3 separate regions of the Sus scrofa genome follow, and regions 1 and 2 are each linked to region 3. The links are chromatin contacts, called in public HiChIP or PLAC-seq maps. All regions are on one chromosome and are shown on one strand. The core of a region is the stretch at or near the end of the contact, and the rest is flanking DNA. Distances in the headings are between cores, read along the strand shown. Region 1 overlaps NDRG1 (protein NDRG1). Region 2 holds the start of NDRG1 (protein NDRG1). Region 3 has its middle 20 kb from the start of ST3GAL1.

The links. HiChIP or PLAC-seq counts read pairs in DNA pulled down with a chosen protein or histone mark.
Region 1: an H3K27ac HiChIP or PLAC-seq map of alveolar macrophages shows a contact between it and region 3. The contact joins two enhancer-like sites. A contact is called at or near these places in 12 of 47 Hi-C or Micro-C datasets (alveolar macrophages, brain, embryonic fibroblasts and 7 more) and 2 of 2 datasets of contacts at active chromatin or transcription factors (alveolar macrophages and skeletal muscle).
Region 2: an H3K27ac HiChIP or PLAC-seq map of alveolar macrophages shows a contact between it and region 3. The contact joins the promoter of NDRG1 here to the enhancer-like site in region 3. A contact is called at or near these places in 2 of 5 promoter capture datasets (fetal skeletal muscle and liver), 10 of 47 Hi-C or Micro-C datasets (brain, embryonic fibroblasts, fibroblasts and 7 more) and 2 of 2 datasets of contacts at active chromatin or transcription factors (alveolar macrophages and skeletal muscle).

Annotation. Positions count from the first base shown.
Region 1 is chr4:8,031,116-8,035,089 of Sscrofa11.1, reverse strand. NDRG1 (protein NDRG1) reads right to left here. Exons shown (of 16, transcript XM_021088875.1): 3 at 3,832-3,867. Among named protein-coding and RNA genes, the nearest start is that of NDRG1, 19 kb to the right of the region's middle. Within about 2 kb of position 1,514, at least 19 of the 83 cell types and tissues checked have an H3K27ac peak or open chromatin away from gene starts, as enhancers often do. A contact at or near this core is called in alveolar macrophages and retroperitoneal adipose tissue, where this site is marked.
Region 2 is chr4:8,012,981-8,016,662 of Sscrofa11.1, reverse strand. NDRG1 (protein NDRG1) reads right to left here and starts at 2,218. Exons shown (of 16, transcript XM_021088875.1): 1 at 2,051-2,218.
Region 3 is chr4:7,914,810-7,918,403 of Sscrofa11.1, reverse strand. No RefSeq gene overlaps it. Among named protein-coding and RNA genes, the nearest start is that of ST3GAL1, 20 kb to the right of the region's middle. Within about 2 kb of position 2,028, at least 27 of the 83 cell types and tissues checked have an H3K27ac peak or open chromatin away from gene starts, as enhancers often do. A contact at or near this core is called in alveolar macrophages, mesenteric adipose tissue, omental adipose tissue and 2 more, where this site is marked.

The sequences.
Region 1 (3,974 bases), core at 265-2,764, 120 kb before region 3:
GGAGACCAACTAAGTGAACAGACGCGAGCTGGCTGCCACTGAGGCAGGTCAGTTCTCAAATCCTGACACCAGCTCTACCTGCTACCTGTGCCCCGGGACAGGCACCCACGACCGTGCTTTGCAAACCATCGAGAATGACGCACTAGTGAGGCATTATCTTCACAGAGAGCAGACACACTCCGCTTTCTAAGTTTCTCCTATGACCCCAAATTTCGACATCTACACTAATCGTACGACCCAACAATGCCACCTCTGGGTAGGTACCCAAAAGGGCTGAAAGCAGAGTTGTGATCAGAGGGTCAGCACAGCCAAGGGGTCGAAGCAACCCGAGTACCCGCTGATGGCTGAACGGATAAGCCAAGTCTGATCTAAACATAGCAGAATATTATTCAGCCTTAAAAAGGAAGGACAGGAAGTTCCCGTGGTGGCTCCACGGTCACACACCCGACTCGTATCCATGAGGGCAGAGTTTCGGTTTCGCAACATGGAGATGGACAGTGGTGACGGCTGCACAACATGATGAATATTTGCTGCCACTGAAGTTCACACCCTGGAGAAGGCGAGGATGGTACATTTTATGTTACACGTATTTCACCCTCCCCCCAAAAAATTGGATGGAGTTCCCATCGTGGCTCAGCTGAGCTGTGGTGCAGGTTGCAGCTGAGGAAACAAATCTGACTGGCATCCATGAGGACACAGGTTCGATCCCTGGCCTTGCTCAGTGGGTTAAGGATCCGGCGTTGCTGTGAGCTGTGGTGTAGGTTACAGACACGGCTCGGATCTGGTGTTGCTGTGGCTGGGGCGTAGGCCAGTGGCTACAGCTCCAATTTGACCCCTAGCCTGGGAACCTCCATATGCTGTGGGTGCGGCTATAAAAAAGACAAAAAAAAAAAAATGGAAAAGATTCACAATAGAGTGCACAGACAGAGTGAGCCAACACTGATTGGGACACATCCCATCATGGTCCCCATCGCTATTCTCTCTGCCCTGCTGCTCAAATGAGGCTGGAGTGCCTGTCCCCATTTCATAGATGAGCAAACTGAGGCTAAAAGGAGGTGAAGCAGCTTGCTCTGGGTCAAAGAGTCAAGAAAGGGCAAACCCACCTCTCCAAGGCCAAGTCTGGGTGCCTCTGTGGCCTTGACCCCGGGGGAGTTCAGATATCACAGGGCTGTCACAGGAAGACAAAACCACAGCGCTGACGGCTGCTTCCGGGGAGGCGGTGGGGAGGCGTGGGGACACAGAGCTGACATTTCAGTGACAGAGAAAGTAGGTTGGTGCTCCCGCCCCAGGCCCACCCAGTCTATCCGGACTGACCGGTCGGCCCCCAGGGCTGCCATGCAGAGGGGCACAGCCCACAGAGCCCGTGCAATAGCTAGGGCCACGGCTGCCACAGCTGCTGCATCTTTACAGCTCCATGGCCCTGTGACCAGCTCTCTCTGTCCTCCTGAGGGTGGGAAACAGAGCAGGGGATCAGATGTCATCACTCTGGGCTCCTCCCACGAGGCTGCAGACTCAGCCATGACCACAGGCTGACACTCCCACCTGCGGGAACCCCAGAGGACAAGTGTGTCTGGAGGTATGGGCGTCCTTCCTCCTACAACCAGGGACGTGTGCGGGGGGCTGTGGGTGGCTCAGAGGCCCCCATACCCCAGAATCTAAGGGTCACCTTGACCCATCCCTGCAGGCCTGTAATCCGGATTCTCGCCACGCAGCCTCTGCTTTCTGAGTAATAAGCAGCGCTGTGAACAGCGCTGGAGGCTGAGTTATCACCAGGGGAGGCGGCAGGAGCTGGGGACCTCCCTGGTGTGTGACCTGGAGGCACCGCTCCTCTGTACAAGGTGATACCCACCCCCCCATCACCACCCAGGGCTCTGGTGAAGAGTAAATGAGTGATTTAATTACATAAATTAAAGGCAGCATGCTTAGAACAGTTCCTGGCACGTGGCAGGTACCCAAAAGCATCAGTTCTTATCGCTGTGTTAATTTTACCGGCGGAGGGTAAAGGAGGCGCAGAAGTCCTGAGTAGCTGGTTCAAGGGCACACACTTTGAAAGAGCTAGAATGAAACCTGGCTGGCCTGACTCAAAAAGGGTGGAGGCGGGGAAGATGCATTTGTTCAAGTTGGCCTGATCTCAGCTGTAGCCTCACCATGGCGGGTCTCACGGCCTGAGTGACTCAGTTTTGTCATCCATAAAATGGGGAGATGCCAGCCCTGGCATGAGTTCATCGCTGCCGGCGCACGGAGAGGCTGGGATGGCCGTGATGTTACACACCCAGGCTGAGGCGTCAGAGCTGCTCCCAGGGGTGAGAGGGTGTCTCTACACACAGCTGTTCTCAATCGCAACCCCCAGCCCGGGGTGGGCGGGATGACCTGTCCCAGCCCCCACCGTCCTGGTTTGCCTGCCCCAGACTGATGGCGAGGGAGTCACGAGGGCATGGGCTAGAAGGGCAGTCCCTGCCAGACCACAGTGCCCCTCTTAAGGAAAAGGCCCATGGTGACTGCTAACCCTGGCACAGGCCTCCTGCTCTTGGCCCTGACACAGACACCGCTGAGAAGCCATACACGCAGGTCAAGGTCAAACTGCACAGGGCACCCTGCTACCTGTGCGATAAAGCGCCAGCCACAATGAACCTGTGGTTTCCCCAGCTTTAGAATGGGGACAGCGATCCCAGTGCTGCTGGGGTGAAGCAGGATGTCCCCTACAGAGGACAGGTGCCACATGCCTGTCTGGGTGACTGGGGCCCGGTACACTATGGTGGTGTCATAAGCAAGTTCTGAACAAGGTGATGTGACACAGTGGGATGTGCTGGCCTCAGGGAACCAATGGCCAGACAGACACCAATACCTTGGACAAGCCCCAGGGGCCCCGCGGAGCTCAAGGTCAGGGTGCAGCCCGGACGAGGCACAAGCACCCCGAGACCCACACGCCTTGCATGTGCTGTTCACACACTGGCCTCTGTGATCTCACAGCAGCCAATGTTTCCGACCCCTCTCCCTCTCCCTCTTCCTTCCAAGGCCAAGGCCAAGATCCCAGGCTCTGATGGAGGATGGACCAGTCCCTGAAATATGAGATTCAGGAGGACGAGGGAGCTCTTCCGGGGGGGAAGGAGGTGGAATGATAATGAAGACTCAGGGCTCAGAATGGTCTGGAAGCTGGGGTGCCCAGGTGCTGTGCAGGTGGAGGTCCAGGTGAGCATGTCAGCCTGCCCCTGGCCTGTATCTGGTCCCGTCTCCTCCAGGAAGCCCGCAGAGAGGTGCTCAGGCTTCCAGCCCCACGCCCGGAGCCCAGCCCACCACAGGGATTCACAGTTCCTGAGGTTCTGACCTGCCCCTCGGCCCAGGGCGACCAACCCACTCAGACACCATCCCCACCCCGACCCCCACCCCCGCCCCTTGCCCTCCCACCAACCCAGAGCAGAGATGGAGCCAGAAAACCGGAGAAGGCTGGTCTCACTTTCCCCGGGGCAGAGCCAAGAACACCGAGCCTTTGCTTCCTACTTCCTCCCACCGCAGGGTCCCGAGCCCATCCAAGGTCTTGACATTTCCCAGGCACTTGCCCCACAGCTCAGCCCAGCTCTGCAGGGTCGAAGGGGGCTGGACCTCTGTTCTGCTTTCACAGTGGTAACTGGTTCTGGCTTCCTTGGCCAGAACTCAAACCTGCTTCTATCTGGGGAGAAAGAGCTGAGTGTGGGCAGCCAGCTGGAGGCCACTTCCTTTCCTCCCCTTAGCCCTAAGGTCTGAACCCTCATCTACTCCAAACCAATGGAAGGAAGAGGGGAGGGGAGAAGAAAGAGGAGGGGAGGGGGAAGGGAAGCCGCATGTGCTACTTGCCTGCACGTCAAACTCTTGCAGGAGGCCGGTGATGGTCTGTGGAGAGACAAGAGCGCGGGTCAGTTTGATCGGGTTCCTAGGCCAGAGAAGTAAGGTCGGAACATACTGGCCTCTCTGTGCCCTGAGTGTATTAAACCCACCCC
Region 2 (3,682 bases), core at 969-3,468, 98 kb before region 3:
GGGAGACCCCCGACAGATGCTCCAAAGTCTCCCTGGAAAGCCCAGTCACATGCTACCAGAAGGTCAGCTGCCTCCTGGGATGCTTATCACAGGGGAATGGGGCAGAAGGGAAAGCCATTCAGTTCATTCAGTGTGGTATGTGATCTCCTCCCAAGTGCCTGGCCCTGAGGCAGGTACCAGGTGACCCCGACCAGGCTGACAGCACCTACCTTCTCACTCTCTAGTGGGAGACAAGGTCCCACAAAGCTAAGAAGTCGCTGGTTTGGGGACATGGCAGCTTTCCCTCCTTATTTCCCTTTGCAGGTTTCCCGTCACTTCCTGATCACCTCTCCCTCCCCTACTCCCCTGACCCCCACCCTGCGCCACCCCAGGGCGAGGCACTGACTGCTGCTGCCACCAAGGGCCGGAATCTGCAACCTCACCTTCATGTCTCCCCTGGTTGGTGGTCCCTCTGAAGGCAGTGCTGGCCCTTTGCACTCTGCACCTTGCTTAATTCAACTCATGTTTGTGAAACTCAATAAAGACTCCAGACTTTCCATACATACGGGAGGAGGCTGGACGGTTGGCCTTGGAACTGCATTTTTCATAGCAAGAGCAGTCGTGTTTAGAGATTTTGTTCATTGGGAGAAGGTTAAGTATGGGTGATATAGACATTATGAGGAGACGTCCTGTGTGGCCACTGGCTGAACTCACTTTGAATCTTTAATCTTTCCCAGTAACTCAAAGGAACCAAACAAACTGAAATGCCCAGGATATCTGCAAAGAAGAGATGGCCTCAGCACAAGATAACCGGGCCCTCCCCCACCAGCTGCCAGGCACCTCCCTCTTCCAAGCCACAGACCCATGCTGCCCCAGACCCACGGGGTTGTCTGACAGCAGAGGCGACAGACGGGCGAGTGGGGGAGGGGTGGGCAGTAAGGAAAAGATCCACTAAATCCCAGCTTCAGCCACTAATTTGACCCAAGCGGTGGTGACAGCGCCGTTTCCCCAGGAGCCCACCACGTTGCACACGCCCTGCCCAAGGCTGAATCAGAGACCGCGGCGGCGGATCTCCCAGGATCCGCCAAGCAGCTTCCAGCTGTTCTCCACCCGGGAGGGCAGGAGAGGCGGGCCCGGGAGGCAGCGGCGAGAAGGACCAAGAGGGAGGGTGGGCGGAGGCAAAAATGACGCCACTCCAAGTCCCAGCCAGCGCAGGGCCGCCAGATGCCCACACGACCCCTCTGGCCCAGGCCACCTCGTTGGCGCCGCCACAGCGCCCACCCTGGGCCACCTCGGAGGGCGCGCCCTGCCCAGCCGCACTCGCTCCCGCTCGTGTCGCACGCTCCGTGACACACCGCGGACCCTCCCCCAACACACACATATACACACACAAGCGAGCGCGCGCCCCACCCGGGCTTCCAGGCTGAATCGGGCCCAGCCCCTCGGACGCACACTGGTTCTGGGCACCTTTTGGGAACCATACACACCCACGGCCCCTTCTCCAGCCTCATCCCCAGCGCTGATCACCCCTACCCAGTTCCCTTCTACACCCGCGCGCCCAATCCCTCCTTCCTCAGACAGCTCACTCCAGGGACACACCCCACCCCACCTACACACACACACACACACACACACACACACACACACACACACACACTCACTCTCTCTCTCTCTCTCTCTCTCTCTCTCTCTCTCTCTCTCTCTCTCCTGGTCCCTTCTGCTCCCATGTCCAGCTCGCCCCAAGGCCCGCGGCGCCAGCTGTGATCTGAGAGGCCTTGGGAAGCACCTTTCCCGCGCACCTCTCTGCCCCCCACCCCGACCCTCAGGATCCCACTTCCTCAGCTAGGGAAAAAGGTGAACAGCGACCTTTTTTTCCTCCACTTGTCAAACCGAAATCCCCCATTCCAGCAGTGCCCAGGCCCCAAAGCCCCTCCTCGCGTTCGCTCTCGCGCCACGGGGAGGCCAAGGACTTGCAGCTCCAGGGGGCCACAAAGAGCGATCCAGGAGCTGCAGCAGCCCTCGCGGGAGACCAATCCCTTCCCGCTCGACGGGAAGAGCGCGTCGGGCTTACCTAGGGTGGAGGGAGAGAAGCAAAAGGAGCCGGAGCTAGGCTGGCGGCGCGGCGCCCAGAAGCAGCGAGGCGAGTGGCGATCAGGGGCGTGTGCCGCCGCTGAGCTGGAGTGAGGAGCCAGACGAGGTTTGTTTATGCCCCGGAGGAGGACGATTTTATACGCGCCGCGGCCCCGCCCCCCGGCGCCTCGCCCCGCCCCCTCCCGCCCGGGGCCCAGCGCGCAGCGGGGACACACCCCTCGCCCGCTCCCTCCTCCCAGGCGCTCCTCCCGCTCCCCACGGCGCGCCGGGCTGTGCTGGGGCTGCGCGCGGCGGGCGCCGGTTGGAGCCGCCGCCTGTTGCGCAAGCCGGAGTAGGGGTGCGGCGGGGAGGGGCCTCCCAGTCCCGGCTGCCGTTCCTCTTTGCGGTCCCCTCCTTCGCCCGGAAAGCCGGGGCCTCGGTGTGTGCAGTGGGCGTGTGTGCACCGGGGATGCTTTTGTGCGCGGGTGCGTGTTCCTGTGCGCGCCCCTGCGTGTGCATGTGGACTTCCGTGTGTCTCTGTGTGACCGAGTGGCCCCATCTCCATCTCAGAGCGTCTTCTTCCGAGTCCCATCGGGCCATGCCCCGACATCCCTTAGCGGAGACTCCCCCACTTCCTCCGTGTCTTAGCTCAGAGACCCATTTAGCTGCCTTCCCAGGGCGGCCTCCTTCTCACCTCAGGCCCCTTCCTTGTTGCATCAGCTCACCGCTGAAATCCTCGCTCCCTTTTAACCACGACCGTCTTGCTCAGCTCACCCTAACGCCTGGTCACCCCACTCCCCTTCCCACCCACCGCTCAGTTCATAGCCTATGCGCGGGGTCCAGCCCCCAGGACCCTGGCTGAAAGAGATGTTTCTCACTCTCCCCTCGCCTGATTCCCAGACCTTGTACTGAGCACCTTTCCTCGCTTACTTGCCTTGTCTGCTGTCTGGTTTTGCCTGTGTGTTCTCAACTCGCTCTGCATATCTGAATCCACCGCGGAACTTTTTTTTTTTTTTTCCCGGAAGGTACGTGCCAGGGCTCCACCCCAGTACAGTTTGATCAGAATCTCAGGGATTGCAGACCAGGCATCGAGGTATGTTAAGGGTTCCCGAATGGTTCAAGTGTGCAGCCGGAGCGAGAATCACCGCATTAGGAAAACATCATTTTATGGGTAAAGAAAGGCCCCTTGCCCAGACTTGTGTTTGCAGGCACCTGCGCCCTGCCCCCACCATCCCTCTGCTTGCTGATGCTAACCTCTTCCCAGCACCAGCCCTTGCTTTGCTCAGTGCAGGGGTCCAGGTGGTTTTCCTCTGTGTTTGCCATTTGCTTCCCTAGGCTCTGAGATTTACCTGTTCTGTCATTGGGACAGAGCCACTGATGCGAGCCAGGTCCTGTGCTCAGCTGCTGGAAAAAAGACTGAAGAGGCAACGTCTTTTCCCTCAGAGTCATACCATAGGACCCCCAAGTCTCAGTTTCCCCATCCACATAAGAAGCTTAAGCTGAGTTCATTCACTGGGTAACTGGATTGAGCACCTGCTATGTCCAGTCTCTGTTCTAGACACTGGGGACGTGGCACCCTCCAGAGCCCCCCTGTCTTCTGAAGACCTGCCAGATCTAGCCATCTGTAGGACCG
Region 3 (3,594 bases), core at 779-3,278:
ATCTTGTTTTGTGTCCATAGGCTTCATCTACCACTGTTCTGAAATGCCTTCTCTCTCTCTCTCTCTTTTTTTTTTTTTTTTTTTTTTGCTTTTTGGGGCCTCACCCACGGCATATGGAAGTTCTCAGGCTAGAGGCCAAATCAGAGCTGCAGCTGCCAGCCCACACCCCAGCCACAGCCACATCAGATCCTTAACCCACTGAGCGAGACCAGGGATCGAACCCACAGCTTCATGGAAGCTAGTTGGATTCGTTTCTGCTGTGTCACAATAGAAACTCCTGTGCCTTCTCATTCTGGCTCTTCCTAAAGGCCTTCTATTTATGAGTTCTTCTGACACCCAAAGCTTGCAGTCTGGCCGCCCCACGTGGCAGAATACAGCCCTGTGTGATAGGTAAGGGCCTGAACTATGGCGTCAAATGGCCGGTTCAAATCCTATGAGCTCTGGCTTTGGGCGAGTTCCTGACCTGAGGCTGGCATGACACATACTTCCCACGCAAGGTCCTGGGCATCCGGACCTACCGAGCGCCTTCTCGGGCCAGTGTTGCATCTGCACAGGGACCTTCAAAGCCTAATGAAGGCCAGCCCTGCTCTGTGTTGTGGGGCCGTGGCTAAGTCACCACACCTCCCTGAATCCAGAGCTGGGGGCCTCTGCCTCCCGCTCTACGCAGCTCTGCAAGCAGCAAACATGGTCGTGGATGCGAACGTGCCAGGGAAAGGTCGGAATTTGGAATTCGGCCTGGTGTTCCTGGGGACCCCTGACTCCCAGCACAAAGTACCCCCTGTGGGGTCCACTCCCCCCCAACCCCAGGTGTGTCCTTCCAGGGGATGTCTCAGTTCAAAACTGCTGACCTGAGTCTTCGGCCTTGGGAAGGTCCCCTCCATGCCAACCAAGACCCCAGGCTCTGAGGCTCACAGAGGGTCAGATCGGGAGAGGGTTGCTCCATCAGCAGGAGGCACTTCAAATTGACCTGGCCACTCAAATTCGTAGCCTAGAGAATTGGGGTCAGAGGAGGGACAGGTTGGTGCTATGGCTTTCCAGCGGGTTGGGAATGATGCCACGGGGTGGGGGGCAACTCTCTCACCTTCCCACTACGCCCCCCTCAGCCTTCATCTTCTGCTGCATCTCTCGCATTTACCTGACTATTTATCCAGCCAGCACCTTTTTATTTTTATTTTTTCTTTTTAAGGCCGCATCCGCCGCACATGGAGGTTCCCAGGCTAGGGGTCCAATCGGAGCCACAGCTGCCGGCCTACACCACAGCTGCAGCAACGCCAGATCCGAGCCGCATGTGCAACCTACACCACAGCTCACAGCAACACCGGATTCTTAACCCATGGAGCGAGGCCAGGGATGGAACCCGCAACCTCACGTTTCCTCGTTGGATTTGTTTCCACTGCACCATGACGGGACCTCCCCCGTCAAAGCATCTTTAAGGTGATGCTTTGTCCATTCAGCCAGCACTGACTGAGCACTTGCCAGCTGCCAGGCCCTGTCCTGGGCACTGCCTGAGAATAAGAGGACCCCCCTCCCCCATCTCTGACTGAGAGCTGCCCAGGGGACCAGGCGGACAGGAAGGCCAAGACACAGGTCCTTGGAAAAGCATGTTCTGAGGGCAGAAGGCTCTGGAAGCCTGGCAAGACGGGCCAGGGTGGGGGGAGAAGGTGGGTGTCAGAAGGGAAGGGGGATGTGTCCTCCAGCCAAAGCGGAGAGGGTAGCAGATGACTCTCCTGAGGGCCAGAGGGTTCGTCCTGCCCCCATCCAGCCAGCTAGTGCCACAGCAGGAAGGGAGGCAATCGCCACAGCCCAGCAAGGAGAGGTGGCCGAGCTGGAGGGCAAGGGCAGGGCTGGGGCAGGACCTTGGCCCCCTGGGCAGGGACCTGGTTTCCCAGGGACCCGGTGCCCTGGGAAGAATCTGCCCAGAGGCATCTCCTGATCAGCTGGGCTCTTTCCCAGCTTCCCACCCTCCGCCGAGCCTACGTGCATCGGACGGGGAAGCCTGACTCTTTCGCAACCGGGACCTGGAGAGGCTGGCCCGTGCATTTTCCGTCTTTATTCGGAAAGCTCAGCTGGTAAAGGGAAGCCACGTGTGTGCAACAGGAAGTCGGGTTTCCAGGACGTGCCTGCAGTCACAGCTCTATTTCTGGAACAATTCTATGGGCTCAGATTTCTTTAGAAAACCTAAGTTTAAATGAAACCCTGACAGCCAGCTTTTCTCTCTCATTGTTTCTGGTCCTGACCCACCACCCCCACCTTCCCTCCTCTTCCATCACAGAGCTCTGGCTGTGAGGAATGTGTAACCTGAAGGCCTTCCTTCAGGGCTTCTAGAAGAATCCCCCCGTCGGACACAGGGCTGCTCCTGCCTTCACTGGGGAGTCCGCAGTGGAAGAAGGATCTGCACAGAAGGAGCCCGGCGAAGGGAATAAGCACAGGAACACACCCAGCTCCTGGTCCACACTGCAGCCCTTCGGATAGCAGGAGGCATTGATGGAGCCTAGGCTGGGGTCCCTCCCTAGGGTCTGGGCTGGTCCGTCTGCCATTCCCTGAGCCCACAGCATGGAGCCCTTGGCCCAGGCAGACTCGGGTCTCACCAGGGCAGGACCAGGGGGCCTCTCACCAGCCAGCTCCTTGATGTGGGTGACGTCAGGGAAAGACGTGGGTGGAGACACTGCCCCTCTGAATCCCAGATGCTCCACCACATCTCCCAGCCTCCCGCCCCTTGTTGGGACCACGTGGGTAGCTCTGGCCCCTGGACCTTGAGCGGAAGCTATGGGTGTCAACTCCAGGCAGAGAGAGTTAAGAATGAGTGAGTCAGACTTCCCGTCTCAGCAGAAATGAACCCGAGGATGCAGGTTCAATGCCTGGTCTTGCTCAGTGGCATAAGGATCCATCGGGATGTAGGTCGCAGACGCGGCTCAGATCTGGCTTTGCTGTGGCTGTGGTGCAGGCCGGCAGTTGTAGCTCCGATTCTCCCCCTAGCCCGGGAACCTCCATCTGGCACGGGTACGGCCCTAAAAAGACAAAAAAAAAGAATTAGTGAGTCATCACCCCCCCTCCCTTTGCCCGTGACCTTGAAGGCCACCGATTGAAGTTGGAGTTGGCACAAGATGAAAACAGCTAGGGGACCCAAGTCACCACAGGGAGAGATTGCCAAACCCCTCAGACTGTGACACTGCAGGGAACAAACCTTGTTATTCGGTTGTAAGTCACTGGGAGGTAGGGCTTACTGGTGGCCGCAGCACTAGCCTGACAGAGCCAGGTCTGACCTTGAATCCTCCTGATCCCTTACAGAGTGTGTGGCTGCAGCAAGTAACCAAGGTCTCTGAGCCCCAGACCTTCCACGAAGGTGGCAACGCCATCTCACCCTTAGGCCTCTTGTGAGAACGAAGTGAGAAAATGCATCACGAAAGCCTGGCACACAGAAAGGACTCAGAGGCTGGGATGCTGCCTTCTTGGCTTTATAGCTACTCTGTCATTTAATACCCACTTTACAGATTGAGAAACTAAGGTTCCAGAGGTCCAGTTGTGGCTCAGTAGAAACGAATCCAGCGAGTATCCCTGAGGTTGTGGGTTCGATTCCTGGCCTTGCTCAGGGGG